Linked DNA regions of Sus scrofa: region 2 is linked to region 1. A link is a contact called in public Hi-C data. All regions are on one chromosome and are shown on one strand. The core of a region is the stretch at or near the end of the contact, and the rest is flanking DNA. Distances in the headings are between cores, read along the strand shown. Region 1 holds the start of LOC110260072 (bcl-2-binding component 3-like). Region 2 overlaps RNF216 (E3 ubiquitin-protein ligase RNF216).

Evidence for each region. Hi-C and Micro-C count contacts between places; a contact is called where the count stands out from the background.
Region 2: a contact with region 1 is called in a Hi-C map of skeletal muscle, with 2.5 times the contacts expected there. A contact is called at or near these places in 4 of 47 Hi-C or Micro-C datasets (embryonic fibroblasts, liver and skeletal muscle) and 2 of 2 datasets of targeted methods (alveolar macrophages and skeletal muscle).

What each region holds. Positions count from the first base shown.
Region 1 is chr3:3,994,940-4,002,548 of Sscrofa11.1, forward strand. It overlaps LOC110260072 (bcl-2-binding component 3-like), which reads right to left and starts at 4,469. Exons shown (of 7, transcript XM_021087964.1): 1 at 4,391-4,469; 2 at 3,907-4,016; 3 at 2,588-2,690; 4 at 853-1,009; 5 at 556-601. The coding sequence starts at 4,469. It overlaps TNRC18 (trinucleotide repeat-containing gene 18 protein), which reads right to left and starts at 1,259. Exons shown (of 32, transcript XM_021086041.1): 1 at 853-1,259.
Region 2 is chr3:4,194,106-4,201,714 of Sscrofa11.1, forward strand. All of the region lies in intron 13 of RNF216 (E3 ubiquitin-protein ligase RNF216), which reads right to left. Among named protein-coding and RNA genes, the nearest start is that of FSCN1, 64 kb to the left of the region's middle.

The DNA.
Region 1 (7,609 bases), core at 3,219-5,718:
CCATCGGCTCCCGGGTGCCCGCCCTGCGCCCCGCGACCAGCGCCCAGCCCCCCGAGCTGCAGACCCCCCCCACCCCGGCCTACTCCAGCCTTCCTCCCCAACTTTCCTAAGGGTGCTTATTTTAACCTGGTTTTGGTTACAAACACCCTCTTCCTCCCTCCCTCCCTTGCTCTCTCCCATCAGGCTCCGGTTACCAGATCCGCGTTTACTTTGGAAAAATCTAAGATCGCCACATCCGAAGATACTGCCTCAAAGAGGCGAGAAGCGTTCCGTGATTTTAAAAAAGAAAAAAAAATGTTCTTTGTGTAGCTTTCTTTTAAAAGCCAGCGCTGCGGGGCATGCCCCGGCGCCCCACTTTGGGGAAGTCGAGGTGAAGCCCCCCGAAACACCCTTGCTCTGGCAGAGAAGCTGGTTTGGCCATCTGCGGGCTCCGCTGCGTTCTCCCTACTTTTCTCCCCCTCTTAAATGCAGTTAAAATGGCTGAATTCCGGCTTTTAATTAAAAACAGCCTATAATCGAAAACGTCTCGGCGTCCCTGGCTCCCCCGCCGCCTACCGGGAACCGAGGAGGGAACCGACGCCCCTCGGCCGAGCTGGGCGGGCTAGAGAAGGGCTGGGCAAGATAGAGAAGAGCTGGGGGCTCAGGTGGGCGTCCGGGGCACAGGGCCTCGCCCCCACCCCTCCCAGGGCGCCCCACTACGCCGGCCCTGACCCCCCGATTGAGTTCTCGAGAGCCGGAGAGCTGTGGGGATCCCCGGCGCAGCCCGAGGGGAAGGAGAGGTGGGGGGCCATCTGGAGAAGTTTGGAGACCACTGCGCCCGGCCAGGGGCGGTCGGGCGACCCGGCGGCGTACCTGGCGCTGCAGGGCTCCCGGCTTCGGGCTCCGGCTCCGGCGACTCTGGCGGCGGCCCCGGCTCCCGGCTCGGCTAGGCTCCCGTGCTGCCCGCCATCCCGCTGCCGCTGCTCCCCTTCGCCACCCGCAGCCGCCTCACACTTTTTGCCCGCCTTTCCTTTTTTTGGTAGAAAACCGCTCCCCAGGCCGAGCGCTCGGCGCGCCAACTCCTCCGCCCTCCCGCGGCCGGGCTCCCGCAGCCCCCGGAAAAGCCAGCTTTCCTCCCGCCGAGCTCCCCGCTTTTTAATAAAATCCAGGTAGCGCCGGTTTAAAGAATCCCAAATCTCCATATACAGCCCGGGATTGGAAAAGGTACATTACACAACCCCCCTTTCAAGTTCCTCTCGCTGGAGCTAAAAAAAAAAAAAAAAAAAAAAGGCGGGGGGGGAGGAGGAGGCTGGGGGAGGGGAGCACTCTCCAGCGAAGAAACACGCATTGTTCCCGGGTGCCCGCCTCCCCCCAAGGCCTGCCTCCGGCCGCCACCCATTGGTCGCGCGCGCCGCCAATCACGCGCATGTAAACACCTTGGCCCCCAGCCATTCCTATAAAACCAATTACGGACCTAGGGGCTCCAGCAGTTTCCAGGCTCCCCTCGGCGGGGTTGAATGATCAAAACTGGTGGTGAGAATTTTTCCGGGCCGTTTCTAGGCAGCCCTCCTCCCCCTCCACCAGCTCTGGGCCCCCCCCTTCCTCCTCCTCCCTTTTCCTCCCCCCCTCCCCAGCGTCTGGGCTGAGTGATCAAAATAGAGGAAGATGGTTGTCGCCGCAATCCAGGGCTTTGCAAGGCGCGGTTTAATGGGCCGCCTGTCAGCTTCCTGCTCGCAGGAGGAGGTGACGGGCCGAGCGGGCCGGGAAGGGCCTGGGGCCTGGCGGGCTGCTGCACCCCGCGCCCAGGCCCCCGGCTCCCCACCTCCCTTGGGGCGCGCCTTCTAGAACGCGCGGTGGAGACGCCAAAACAGACAAGGGCTGCTTTTTCCCTCTCCCCCCCCCACTTTAAAACAAAGCTGCGATTCATTCCCTCTTCCCCTGCAACGCGGTTGGGTGGGATGGGCAGGCGAGAAGGCCGTTTTCCGAGCCCGGGTCTGCGGGTTCCTCCCTGAAACGCGGTGTCAGATGGTTACTGATTAATATTTTGGAAAGGCCACGGCGGCGGGCAGCGGGTGAGTCTCTAATCTTCTAAAAGGGGTTCCTATAGAAACGCGGGCCAGGGCGCGCCCCTTTCTCGGCCCGGCTGCGGAGCTTTCACCGCGCCCCTCCCCAAAGGCTCTCTTTGCGTGGGCGCTCCCCTCCCTTTCTCTCCACCCCCCGCAAAAAAAAAAAAAATCAGAGCAGAAAAAAGGATTAGATCGGCTGAGCGCGAACTGACTCCCTCTCGATTCTGACATTTCAGCCTATTAGCATTTCTCCACGGGGCCTTCTGAAACCTATTAAAGTGTAATATTAAAAACCTCTTGGCTGGGGGCTCTCTCGCCTTCCATCCGCCGCGCCCCCTCCAGGGAGGGCGAGACCGGGAAAAAAAAAAAAAAAATCTGTTGAGCTCAGAGGAAGCAGCAGCCAAGCCCAAAAAGTGCTTGGCTGGCCGCGGCGGCCGGAGGGGGAGGGGAGTCCCAATCCCCCAGACTTTGTACTTTTATTTTGCACTTTCAGCAAAATCCTTTCTGGGCTGAGTCGCCGGGAGCTGCCCGCGGCAACCTACTTGGCCGCGGGCGCAGAGTGCGGACGCGGTCGGAGGGGCAGTCCTGGGGGCCCGCACCCTCTCTCCGCAGCCCCACAGGGACCGGTGCCCGGCTAGGCATTACCTACCCTCAGAGGGAAGCCTGGAGGGGCAGAAATCCTTGCCGATCCTGCCTCGGAGAGCAACCGCGGTGATTAGATTTTAATTAAAACAAGAGAAGCCCGCTCTTTCGCCCCGCGCTGCGGACTCAGCGTTTTGGCATCGCTTGTTCTATTTTTTTTCTTTTTTCCTCCAATCCATTTTTAAGGCAACTTTTCTGGGAGGGAGGGAAAAATGAGCTAGTTAAGCGCCAATTTTTTCTATTTTCTTTCCTCCACTTTTAGAAAAAGAAGGGGGGGTAGGCTTGGAGAGCGAACTGGGGGTGTCTAATTTAATTCCAGTATAAATTTGAGGAAAAAAGTTCAGCCTCTTGAGGGCAGTTTCAAGTTGCCCTTTCTGGAGCCTCCCGCGCTGGTTTCTAGGCTGCCCTCTTTTGGAAGCTGGAGCTCCGCGGGGGGGGGAGGGAGGAGTGTGAAGGCAAGAAAGGAACGAAAATAGCCGGAGCCGAGGGGAACGCGCGGCGGAGCGGGGCGCGCCGGTCTCAGTGGCTGCCGGGGCGGCGGGAAGCTCCCGGTGCAGCCCCGGGACGGCCGGGAGCAAAGACCGAGAGGAGAGGGGGGTTAGAGAAAGGAGGTATTGTGTCTGTGTGCCTTGGGGGAGGGGGGAGTGACTGCAAAAATAAAGTAAATGCAGTTGAGCTGCTCGAGGCTGCTGAAAGCCTAGGCAGGGGAAGGGGCCGAGCGCGGGGGCGCAGCGCGGGTGAGCGCCGAGCGTCCTTGAGTCTTAGCCAGAGGTCTTTGTAGGTTCCTAGTAAACCCTCCCACGCCCGAACCCCCATCGCTCAATATTCAGCCCCCAGACCCTGATCTCCCACTCTGTTTTCCCCGCCCCGGGATCTGGAATGTTTTTGTTTAATATAGCTCAAGGAAAAAAATAGGTGTGTTGAGAGAGTTGGGGTGGGGAATACAAAGGGCTTGTCGGGTGGAAAAAAACAAAAGCCTATTTTTATAAATGTTTAATGTTGTCACCCCTGGATGCACGAAGACGCCGTAATTGTGGCGGCGGGGTTTGTGTGCCATAAATCATTTAGTTGCTAATAAAAATTCTGCCTGTTTGCCCTGCATTTGCCAATGAAATGGCGTTTGCATTTCCAAGGGTGCGCCTAGTCTGCGTGGCAAACCGAGCCTGCATTTCATTAGGGCAGAGGTTGGGGCAGGCGAAGCCCCCTCCCCAGCCCGTACCCCGGGCCTTTGTGGGCCGCGGCCCCCTGGTGCCGCCCTCCCCGCGCACACCTGCATCCGCGCGAGCCGCTGCGCGGCCCTCCTGCCAGAGCCCGGCCGGGGCGCCGGGCCTGGGAACGCGGAGATGGCGGTGGTGGCTCCAGGTTCCCGGCTGCCTGCCGAGCGGGGCTCGCAGGACGGACACTGCCCCCCCGCCCCGCCCGGTGCTCCGAGCTGCCGCGGGTGTACGGGCGCGAGCCGGCCACGCCGCGGAGCCGCCCTGCCGGCGCCCAGCTCGTTGCCCCCCTCCCGGGCGGCGCGCGTCCCGGTGCCCGCGGTCCCCGGGTAAACAGCGGCCGGGAGCCATCTTGGGGCGGGGGACGGATCCCAGGCCGAGGGATGGGCGCAGCCCAGGCTCCTTCCACGACGCCACCGCTCGTATGGGCACTCCTAGCCGGGCTTCGGTGTCTGGGGAAACACCCTCCCCGCCCTGGTGGCCGCGCACTCGGGAGCCGCGGGCCGGGGCGCCGGGCGCGGGGCCGCTCCCCGCCGGCGGCCCGCAGTCTTCCCGGCCCCGCCGCCATCTTCCCCCTCCCCCCGTCCTTGTGTTTACTCGGCAGGATCCTTGGCCAAAAAGACTGTTGACGCAGTGTGTATCTGTGTGTGTTTTGTACTGGCGGGCGGAAAATCGGCTGAAGGGCGGGGAACCTCCTTGCAACCCAAACCTCAGTTCCGGAGAAGCCTCCCAAGCCAGCGCTGCGGTCCTGGGCCATCCTGGGCCGCCAGGGTCCAGGCTTTTTGTATGTTCGTTCCTAGGCCTCCAGCTCCGTGGACGCGGCCTGACTGACCAAATTCTTCCCTTTTGTTTTCCAACCAAAGGACAGGCCAACCTTGGACTCCGCTTTCCCGGGCTGCGCCTTTCTGGCGCGGCGGCAGTCCCCCGCGCCTCGGTCAATCCTGCCCGACTCAGGGAACCCTGGTGGCGCTGGCCGATCGGACCCGTTCTCCCCCCCCCCCGCCCCCTCCTCAGAAAAGAAACCAGCATCGTTTCCTAGCCTAGGACACCCGAACCACCTCCACCCAAACCTCCTTTGCCCGTGGAGACGGGAGTCCCCACACGCCGCCAGCCCCTCGGCGGAGGGAGCCCCGGGTGCCAGCTCGGGAAGCCGAGCGCCCCGGTCTTGCACGCGCAAGTTTCCAGGTTCCAGGTCCGGCAACCAGGGAGCTCCTGGTCCGGGTGCCTCTAAAACCCGGAGAGGCTCCGCCTGGGAAAGCCAGGCTCACCATCCCGCTTGATCGGACTGGCCCAGCCACGACTGGGCGCTGAGCCGAGGTCCGGCCAGTCCAGCTGAGATTGGTCCCCACTCGCCAGGAAGACGAAGGACGCGGCGCCAGAAAGCCGCAGGGACAGGGCGCGAGGCTCTGCCCAGACCCAAGCGCCCCGCCGCCCCTGGCAGATCGCGGCAGCTCTCGGCCCCGCCTCCGGCCCCGGCCTCTTCCCCCCGGCCGGGTCGGGTCTTCCACTCCACTGTTTGGCTCTGAAGGGACAGAGAGAGACACTCCGTGCTCAGGGGGCTGGCTGCCGCCATAAATCTCGGCGAGGGGGAGCCCTCTTTAGTGCTGCTCACACGCGGGTACTCCTGGTTGACCCCAGGTCCAGGACGGCGCCAGGTGCCCTGCTCTCCTGGTCAGGGCCTGGGAGCCCCACGACTGCACAGGGAGTCGAGCCAGAAGCTTCCCTGTTCACCAGACAGAGGGAAAAGCCTTGCCCACTCAGTGCCACCATCTTCCATACCCGCGGCCACCAGACTGAGGCGGCCTGGGCCTCATCGGATCGCTGCCTGGGGTAGGGGCACCCGGGCCGGGCACTCGCGCTCAGGAAGGCTAGGTGAGGCTGAAATGGGTGGTGGCCACCCGCTGGAGCCCAACTCCGGCTCTGCCTGCGCCATCGAGAGGCAGCGCCAGGGTCAGCGTCAGAACGGCAACTCGGAACTCCACCTGCCACCCCTCTCTGCAGACCCAGCTGTAATTCCGGGGTGACGTTCTGCCCTCGGAGCCCTCGGTGGTGCACCAGGCGCAGAGGGGGACCTTTTTCTGCTGGACCACGCTGGGTGTCTGCAGGCACCTGGCCTGGAGGCAGGGGCTTATCCGGTTCCCCATCGGGTACCAGCCCATCTTCTCCTCCGCCCAGGGATATGCTGGGCTTTTCGCTGTCTGGTCCTGGTTCGGTGCCTCGTCAGCTACCCACTTTGGCGCAAATAGGCAAACCATCCAGTCTGGCACTGGCAGCAGCTTGGTTGGGGCGATATTCTTTCTATCCGAGACCGGAGGTGTTGGGGGGGGAGCAGAGATGGCGCGTTTGCAATAATAACATTTAATGTCCCCAGCACTGTTTGTCTCTCTGCCAGGGGGTAGGGGAACAGGCCTTCACACTGGCGCCTGCCCTGAATCAGCCGAGTGAGTGGTGCACGCGATGGGGACCGTCCCCTCCGGGCAACCGCCCCTGCTCGAGACTTGGGGTGGGGACAACCTCGGAAGGGGTAGGCATTCACCCCTCCTGGGTGCCTCCCGAGAACCTCACCGTGCCAGTGACACGACTGCGGACGGGCACGTGGCAGATGTCGGAGGCGGAGGGTTTGGAAACCTCGCTCGGAAACTCTCTGCCGAGCTGTGGCTCCTTCCTCGGATTTCTAGAAGCACAATTAGAGGGACCCAGGCGGAGAATCTGAGCACTCCCCTTGGCGGCGGGAACGCAGCCTGGGAGTGGAGAGGCTGCCCAGCCGCATTCCGGCCGTGCCTCCCCCCGAGCCCGGCCCCGCGGCGCCCCAGGAAGCGCCTCCGAAAACAAAGCGCTGCGGTTTCAGCCCAAGGTTAAAGTCCACCGTGAGCTTATCCCCCCCACTCCCCCGCCCGGAATCCAAGAGCGATAGAGTTTCTCCAAATAAACTGCCAATAAATCAGCACGGGGGCCGCCTGCCCAGGAGCTTCGCTGACCTTAGGGAATGGATTTCCTGCTAGACCCGGCAGAGGACAGGCCTGGGGAGGGGGCCACAATGCCAGCAGTGCCCCCCTCCCGAGAGCAGCGGAAGAGGGATTGGCCAAGGGCAGTCGTGGGCGTTTATCTCGGTACCTGTGTACCCAGAGGGGATGGGGTGGCGGTGGTTCCTGGGGGGGGCTGGCAGTGCCCAGTTGTAGGGGGTGTTGCTGGGGGAGAGGGTTGCTTTGGGGGAAGCGGAGCGCGTGTTCGCTGAGCCCCGAGTGTCCCCACACTATTCTAGGCACTGGGGAAGAGACACGGGGGACAAGCAAGGCTTCTTTGAGGGCCGTCTTTGTCTGGGTGCGCCTGGGTGTGTTTGCAAGCGAGTTTGTGCGGCTGTGACTAATGGGATTTATGTATGTCAGTGCCAGGGTGACTAATGGAGGGCTTGGCAGCACGTGTGTTGGAGGAGGGGTGTGCCTGCAGGGGGAGGGGCCCTGTACCTCGGTGGGGGGAGTCAGCGCCCCGGGAGGCAGGGGGGTCGCCCAGAGGTCCCCTTCTGCTGCTGCTGCTGCTGCTGCTGCTGGTTCCCAGCTTTGTTTGGGCCTCTGAACCCCTGCCTGACAAGCCCATGCATGCTGAGAGTTCTGGAGCAAATTCCACTGCCAGCCTGGCCCCCAGAGGCACCTCCGCCCCTTCCCACTGCCCCGACGACCCACGGGCCCCTGCACATCCAGCCTGCCCCAC
Region 2 (7,609 bases), core at 3,461-5,960, 200 kb after region 1:
CTTAAGTAAAAGATGTGGCCTGGGCACCTGACCATTCACAAATGCTCATTAGCAAACTCTAGAAGCCACAGGGCTGTTGGCATTCAGGCCACATGCATCTTTTGGTTGTCAAAATAACTGGTTCTCCCCACCTCAAGTCCCACATGACTTACAGATGCTGGCTGTATCCAGAAAGAGTCCAACTTTAAGATAGGAAAACAGACAATGAGACAGACGCTGGAACTCTTAGGAATTGATAAAGCTTGGGAAAGTCAAAGCTCAGGCAGCATCAGTGGGCTTTCCTTCCTTTAATTAAGGGAATCTGAGAACTTCTACCCCCCCCCCCCGCCCCCCGCCACCTTTTTAAATGGCTGTACTCAGGGCATGTGGAAGTTCCTGGGCTGGGGTCGAGTCAGAGCTGCACCTGAGGCCTATGCCACAGCCATAGCAACACAGGAACTGAGTCGCGTTGGTGACCTAAGCTGCAGCTTGTGGCAATGCCGAATCCTTAACCCACTGAACAAGGCTGGATAGAAGCTGCATCTTCATAGAGACCACGTCAGGTCCTTAACCCCCTGGGCCACAACGGGAACTCCTGAGAACTTCAATTTTCTCTAGGGTCAGCATGCTGAGGAAGTCAGATATGTGAGCAAACCAAGAAGAGCACAGTGGAGCTGAGGCTAATAGTATACACACACACACACACACACACACACACGAGCACAAGAGAGACAGGGGCTGCGCCAGACAAAGATCCTTTGAGGAGGTGGCGTCTTCTTAGGATTGACTAAAACCAGTATCAGGAGTAAAGAGAACATCGGGCAACCAACACAGTCCTCCTCGTATCTGGATCAGCATCTCTCTGTGAAGTGCCTTTCCCAGCGACATCAGCCATTAAAGTATATAAAAGGTAGAGCCAGACTCTCAACCAACATTTCAGCAATGAAAACTATTCAATGAGTTAATATTTTAATGAGCACAAAAGGTTTTCATATTAAATAAAATCATTACCCTTTAAAAATTTCTATATTTAATGTATGTTTTGAAATGTATGTTACAACAGTAGCATAGACACATAATTATAAATATATACATATTCTGGGGGAAATTCTGCTTTATATATATTTATTTTTTGTCTTTTAGGGCAGCACCCACGACATAAAGAAGTTCCCAGGCTAGGGGTCGAATTGGAGCTGCAGCTGCCAGCCCATGCCACAGCCACGCCACGCCAGATCTGATCCTGTCTGTGACCTACACCACAGCTCACGGCAATGCCGGATCCTTAACCCACTGAGCGAGACCAGGGCTCAAACTTGCGTCCTCACAGATACTAGTAGGGTTCATTACTGCTGGGCCATAATGGGAACTGCTGTACATGTTCTTGTTCCACACAGAGAGCTATCATAAAGCTGTGCATCTACTACTCTAGCCACGAGAACCTCACGGAAGGGATGTGGACGGGGCAGCTACCTGCCTGGGCTCGTGTTTCCAAATCGTCTGATGGACTGAAGAGGCTGAGACTAGAGGCAGGAAGACAGTTAAGCGGCAGTGGGGAGTCTACGGGGCTGGGTTGGGGGAATCATGGACTCGGATCATGTGATACAGGAGGAGGTGCAGATTTGAATGAGGGTGGGCGGCAGAGGTGAGAACATAAGTTTAATTTCAGAAGAGCTTATTTATTCACTCATACATTTGCTGAATTTCTATCATTTGCTGAGGGCTGAATGAGATACTAAGGATACAGCAAGAAGCAAGTTAGACTCAATGTCTAGTTTCTTGGAGTTTATGTTCTGGTGAAGAAAACAGATATTTAACAAGTAGGAGATATAGCTACCATTGACAGGAACATTTCGGCGGCAAAGCACTGAGTTCTGTAAAACCGCCCAGGGATCAGGAAAGACTTTTTTGAGGCTGTGAAGTTGAAGCTGAGCCCTGAGGGATGAGCAACGTTAGCCAGATATGGGGGAAGGGTGTTTTGGGCAGAAGGAAGAGGATGTGAGAAGGTTCTGGCACGGGAGAGAGCAGTGAGGAAGTTGGTATTGGCGGGAGCCCAAGGGGAGGGCTGAGAGTGGACAGTGGTCAAGGCGCTGAGGCTGGAAGGAGGCGTGTGGAAAGCCAGTCTAAAAGGGTGGGAAATGCAGCGGACTGACTCACTCTCTCCAAAGATCATGCTGGCTGCTCGCGGAGGAGGATGGCTTGCCTAGGGTGCAGGACTTGCAGTGACCCTCACTGAACTGGGGCCAAGTAAATAGCTTCTGCGGCATGAAGCCCTTGAGTGGATTCAATTCTGGGCCCGACTTCCCTCACGGCTCTCTGCAAGGGAGGCCCCAACCTCCTTCCGAAAGCAAGTGGCGCCAATGCTGGGCCTCAAAGAGGTGAGGCTGACCTGTGCCTGCAAATGGCAACATGCCTGTCTTCTTGTTAGAAGCAAGAGGACCATGTCTCACATGTGGCTTCAGAAAGAAGTTTCATTGTTATTTTTAGAGGGAGATCGTTTTCCCAGTTTGGGCTCTTTAGACGAGTTTCCCATTGAACTGTCATGTACGTGGTAGGAGCATCTTTTCTTAAAGTTCATTGTTGTTGGAGTAGAGCTGATTTACAATCCTGCATTAGTGTCAGGTGTACAGCATGGTGACTCAGGTGTTTTGGGATTTTTGTTGTTGTTGCTGCAGATTATGTCCCATTAGAGATTATTACAAGATACTGGATATAATTCCCTATACTATACAGTAAATCCTTGTTGCTTATCTATTTTATGTAAGGGAGCATCTTCAACAAGGGTCTTGAACTCAGACACCCCCCTAGACCCTGCAAAACTGGCCCACGGTTCCAGACCTGTGCATCTTTCGGTACAGGTGCTGTCTTACACACACAGTTCACTCAGCCTTCACACAGCAATCCCACGAGGGAAGTACTGGCCACTCGCCCCATTTTTTTTTTTTTTTAAGTAAATGAGAAAAGGAAGGCTCAGAGAGGCAAATTAACTTGTTTAAAATCACAGAGCTATGAACTCAAGTCTGCTCAGAGCCATTTGCACTTTCCACCCTCTTCTCACTGCTCGCCAGCATGGTGTGTGCCAGCACCAACAGGTCCTTGTTTACTGGAAACCCGAGGGCACAGGGTCTGAGACAAGCCCTGAGGTTACAATGGGCATCTTGTGTAAAGAGAGCAGAGAAAAAAGATGAGCAGGGCTGCACAGAACCGACGTCAGGGTTATCAAAGTCGTGGACGCCCAGCTGCAGCTGTGCAGGATGCCTGCTTCCCCATGCTTCCTGCAGAGCTGGCAGCGGCCCAGTCAGGGGCAGGATGGCCTAGGTTTAAACCTGAGGACATCGCTGCTTAATGATAATGATAGGAACCCGCCAGTCAAAGAGCAGTCTTTGGAGACACCTGAGGAAGTAGCTGCTCCTGCCGCTTTCAGCCAGCTGTATGTCTGGTGGGGCACTGAAGAAGTGTTGTTTTTGTTTTTGTTTTTTTTGCTTCTTAGGGCCGCACCCATGGCATATGGAAGTTCCTAGGTTAGGGGTCAAATCAGAGCTACAGCTGCCCACCTACGCCTACACCACAGCAACACAGGATCTGAGCTGTGCCTGCAACCTACACCACAGCTCACGGCAACGACGAATCCTTAAACCACTGAGCGAGGCCAGGGATCGAACCTGCATCCTCATGGATCCTAGTTGGCTTTGTTAACTGCTGAGCCACACTCAAGAAGTGTGTTTTTATTTTTCAATTTTTTTTAAGCTGTGCCCATGGCATGTAGGAGTTCCCGGGCCAGGGACTGAAGCTATGCCACGGCAGTGACCCGAGACACAGCAGTGACAATGCTGTATTCTTAACCGCTAGGCTACCAGGGAACTCCAAGAAGTGCGTTTTTAGGTTCCCATTAGATGTACAAGTGTGAGCCTTCCACACCAGAACCAAGGATCAGTCCTGGGTCCTTCAACCAGCCCATGGGCTTTGCCTTGTAAATACTTGCCACTAACTCCCCAAAGGCGGCTGGGACTATGATGCATGAAGACCTGCTGGTGACAGTATGTGAGATCATGGCCGGCATCACCTCCGCTCCAGGTCCCAGTTCTGCTGCAGAGACGGATACCGGTAGCGGAGACGAGTGCTGAGTGCTGCGCTGAAGGGAATGCTAACACCCTCAATTTCCTCCTTCAACAAACACCTCCTAGGAGCCCGCCATGCCCACCAGGCACTATTCTCTGCAAAGGGTCAGTGAACCAGTGAAGTCCCCGCCCTCCTAGAGTCTACATTTTGGGCGGGTGGGAGTGGCTGGACCACCGAATAGGAATGTGCTCTGGGAAGACAGGCAGCAGCCAGGGGAAGTGAAGCGTGGTGAGAGGACGGGGCGGGGGGGCCTGCGGGAGGGACGGCCCCTGCAGAGCTGAAGGGTATCTGGTAGAGCAGTGGGAGCAGGATGGAGCAGGAGAGAAGCTCAGAGAAGCGGCTGTCCCAGGCCTCCCAGCCAGTCCCAAGCCGGCACTCAGGGCCAGCGGGGTTGGCCTCCTGCCGGTGCTGCATGTCCGACACCCTCAACCTCACAAAGCTCTGCTGGACGTCCCCTCGCTGCTGGCAACACCTCCTCATCAGCTCTCATTTCAAATACTGGGGGCTCTGGGAAACCTGAATGACCCGGGCCAAAGCTGGCACTCCTTCCCTGGACTCCTAGAGCACTTGGCTGCGATTCCATTCCAGCGCTTTTAATAGTGTCTCGTAATTATCGGATGACATCACCTCTCCAAGGAGCCAAGCACTCCTTGCAGGCACTACGCCTGCTGATGGCTACAGACTTGGAATGGAGGGTTCAATTCATCTATTCAAAAAATGCTCTCCTTTGAGCGTCTGTTTTGCGCCACATGCGGACACACTGGTGAGTAAGTCAGTCCTGATTGAGAAGAGGTTACAATCTTTCGCACTATGTCTCAGGTATCGCTGGATTTCTAGGGCCTGACACACACAAGGGCTGCATGTACGAGAAACTGCAGAGAGATGAAGGCTGGCAAGAAAAAGCACATTCCTCTCCATACAGAGAGTTTCAGCCCCACCCCGACTCCTGGGACGTCTGCATTTTACACGGGAAGAGGGCTTGTGGAGCCTCGAAGTAAAGTGACCCCCCTTTCCCAAAAGAACATCAGCTTCTCCCTATCAAATCTTCGTATTTATAATTATACAAAAATATAATGAGAAGAGTAAGTTACATATATATAAAAGATAGTTTCAGGACACTTCATTAGCGTTTGTGCCTTTAGGATAGAGGCGTACACTTTTTTCATTGGGTTCCTTTCTTTGCTCCCTAATCCCCTCCCCCAACCTAATGCACAAAACTTATAGATCTGTTATTACCAATAAGCTAATGGCCGAATGCTTACATATGGTGCTGAGACAGTACTGCTTATATTTTGCTGATTTTCTTCTACAGTGTTAATATGTGGAAACTGATCTCTCTTCATTTCCGATGAAGGGGGCCTTACAAACTGTGGTGCCTGTGAGAACCTCTAGTTTAGAGGGGTCGGGACCAAAAAATCTGCAGTCAGCCTGATTCACTCCTTCCCCCGTCCGGGGGCTCTGGAAGGTCAGTTACCACTTGAGGTCAGATCACAGGTTCCTCCTGACTCCCCTACCCCTAAGAAGACAAGTCCAGCCTGTCTGGGTCCACATTTCTTAAAGGACAAACAAAATTCAAACATTAATCTTTTAAGGATGTCTTGTAATTACTGGATTACACCACATCTCTCAAGAAGCTGAGCTCTCCCTGCAGGGGTTTTCTCTCTTTCCTTCAGAGTAAACAATCTCTCTGAAGCAGAAAAACCTTTGGGTTCTAAATGGAGAAATCTGGAGTACCTGCTGTGGTGCAGTGGGTTGAGGACCTGGTGCTGTCTCTGTGGCTGCATGGGTTTGAGCCCCCTACCACCACCACCCCGATGCAGTGGGTCAAGGATCAGGAGTTGCTGCCACTGTGGCAAAGGTCACAGCTGTGGCTCAGATTTGATCCCTGGCCCAGGAACTTCCATATGCCGCAGGTGCAGCCGTGAAAGAAAAAAAAAAATGTAGAAATTCAAATCTGGGTGTGGCTAGGCACATTACTGAGGAATGGACTTCTTTAGAGAAGATTCTACACCGTTCTTATTTTTTGATGGTGTCACACACACAATTATGGGGATTTTAAGAAATATGTGCACTGGATGCGCACCTTACTGTTTTTTATTCACAGAAGCAGATTTTGAAAAAAGAAATCTCAACGTCTTACTCCTGTCGATTAGAAAGAAGCCCAGCCCTCTTTTCCTTTCGATCCAACAGGATTAGGTGACAAATCAGAATAGGCGGCTCATAAATTTGGTTTCTGCGCTAATGCTGCCCCCTAGGGATAGAAAGCTATAAAGGCACTGGAGACTTCCGCAGCCTGGGAGAGGAATGCTTGAGAAATACTGACTGGGAAAGGCAGAGAGCCAGTTAGTTACATCATGGCCACAGCTGCCTGCTTTTTACTATGCTATGGGGACCAGGACTTCTAAGACAGAGTGGGCAGTAAATGTTTCCCTGGAATAAACATAAGTTCAATTTTACTTTTGTCAGGATAACCACAAAAATACCAGTTCACTTACAGTAGTTATTATTCAAATATGGATGACTTTCTCTAGAATGTCCACTTACCAGAACCACTGGACTACATCAACAACATCCAGGGCAATGCCAGGAGGTGGACATTAATATACTCTGACTACTGCTCTGGCGAACAGCAGATAAAATGAACAAATGCAAACCTCCCACCTTCTCCGAAGTTACTAGGGGTGGAGGGAAAGGTCACCATAAGTTAGACAAGATGACAGGTGCGGAGGAGAAGAATACAGGGAGGGAGAATGCTGGTGCTGGGTTGTAGAGAAGGAAATGGTTCATAATTTTAAAGTGGGTGGTTGGAGAAGGCCTCTAGGAAAAGGTGTATTTAAGCGAAGACATAAGAAAAATAAGAAAGTAAGCTTTGTGATGTCTGGGGAAAGAATTCCAGGCCACAGGAACAGCAAGGAGGGAGTGGAGAGGCCAGGAAGCTGAAAGGAGCGAGGGATATGTGGGGCGGGGAAGGGAATGATACAGTCGTAGGCAGGTCCTGGAGTAGACAGGTTAAAGAGGATTCTCTCACGGCCTTGAGTGAGTTAAGTCCCAAAGAACCCCCTCTGCTGGCTCCCCTTTCCTGGAGAGCTCGTAGGCCTCTGAGCCCCACGTCCACAAGGGCTCTGGGCCTCTCCTGCTTCCTGCTGTGGCCACAGCCTGGAAAGGAGGGGACGGCAGAGGCGGTGACTAAGTCTCGCCCAAAGGGGTTTGCCCACAGAAGACGCTCAGCACAACGCAAGTTTGTGGAACCACTTAGAGCTATGATTTTTTAAACTATGGGTCGCAACCCATTAGTGGGTTATGAAGACGATGACGTCAGTGGATTTTTCTTCTTTTTCAATTGAATCTGAGCTGGACCTGTGACCTATGCCACAGCCGCAGCAATGCTGGATCCTTAACCCACTATGCCGGGCTGGGGATTTGGTTTGGGCCAGTGTGAAAAAATTCAGCTTCTGGACCAGGAATTCAGAAAAAACTCTTTGCCCTGGTACTCATTTCCCGTGTCCAGAAAGAT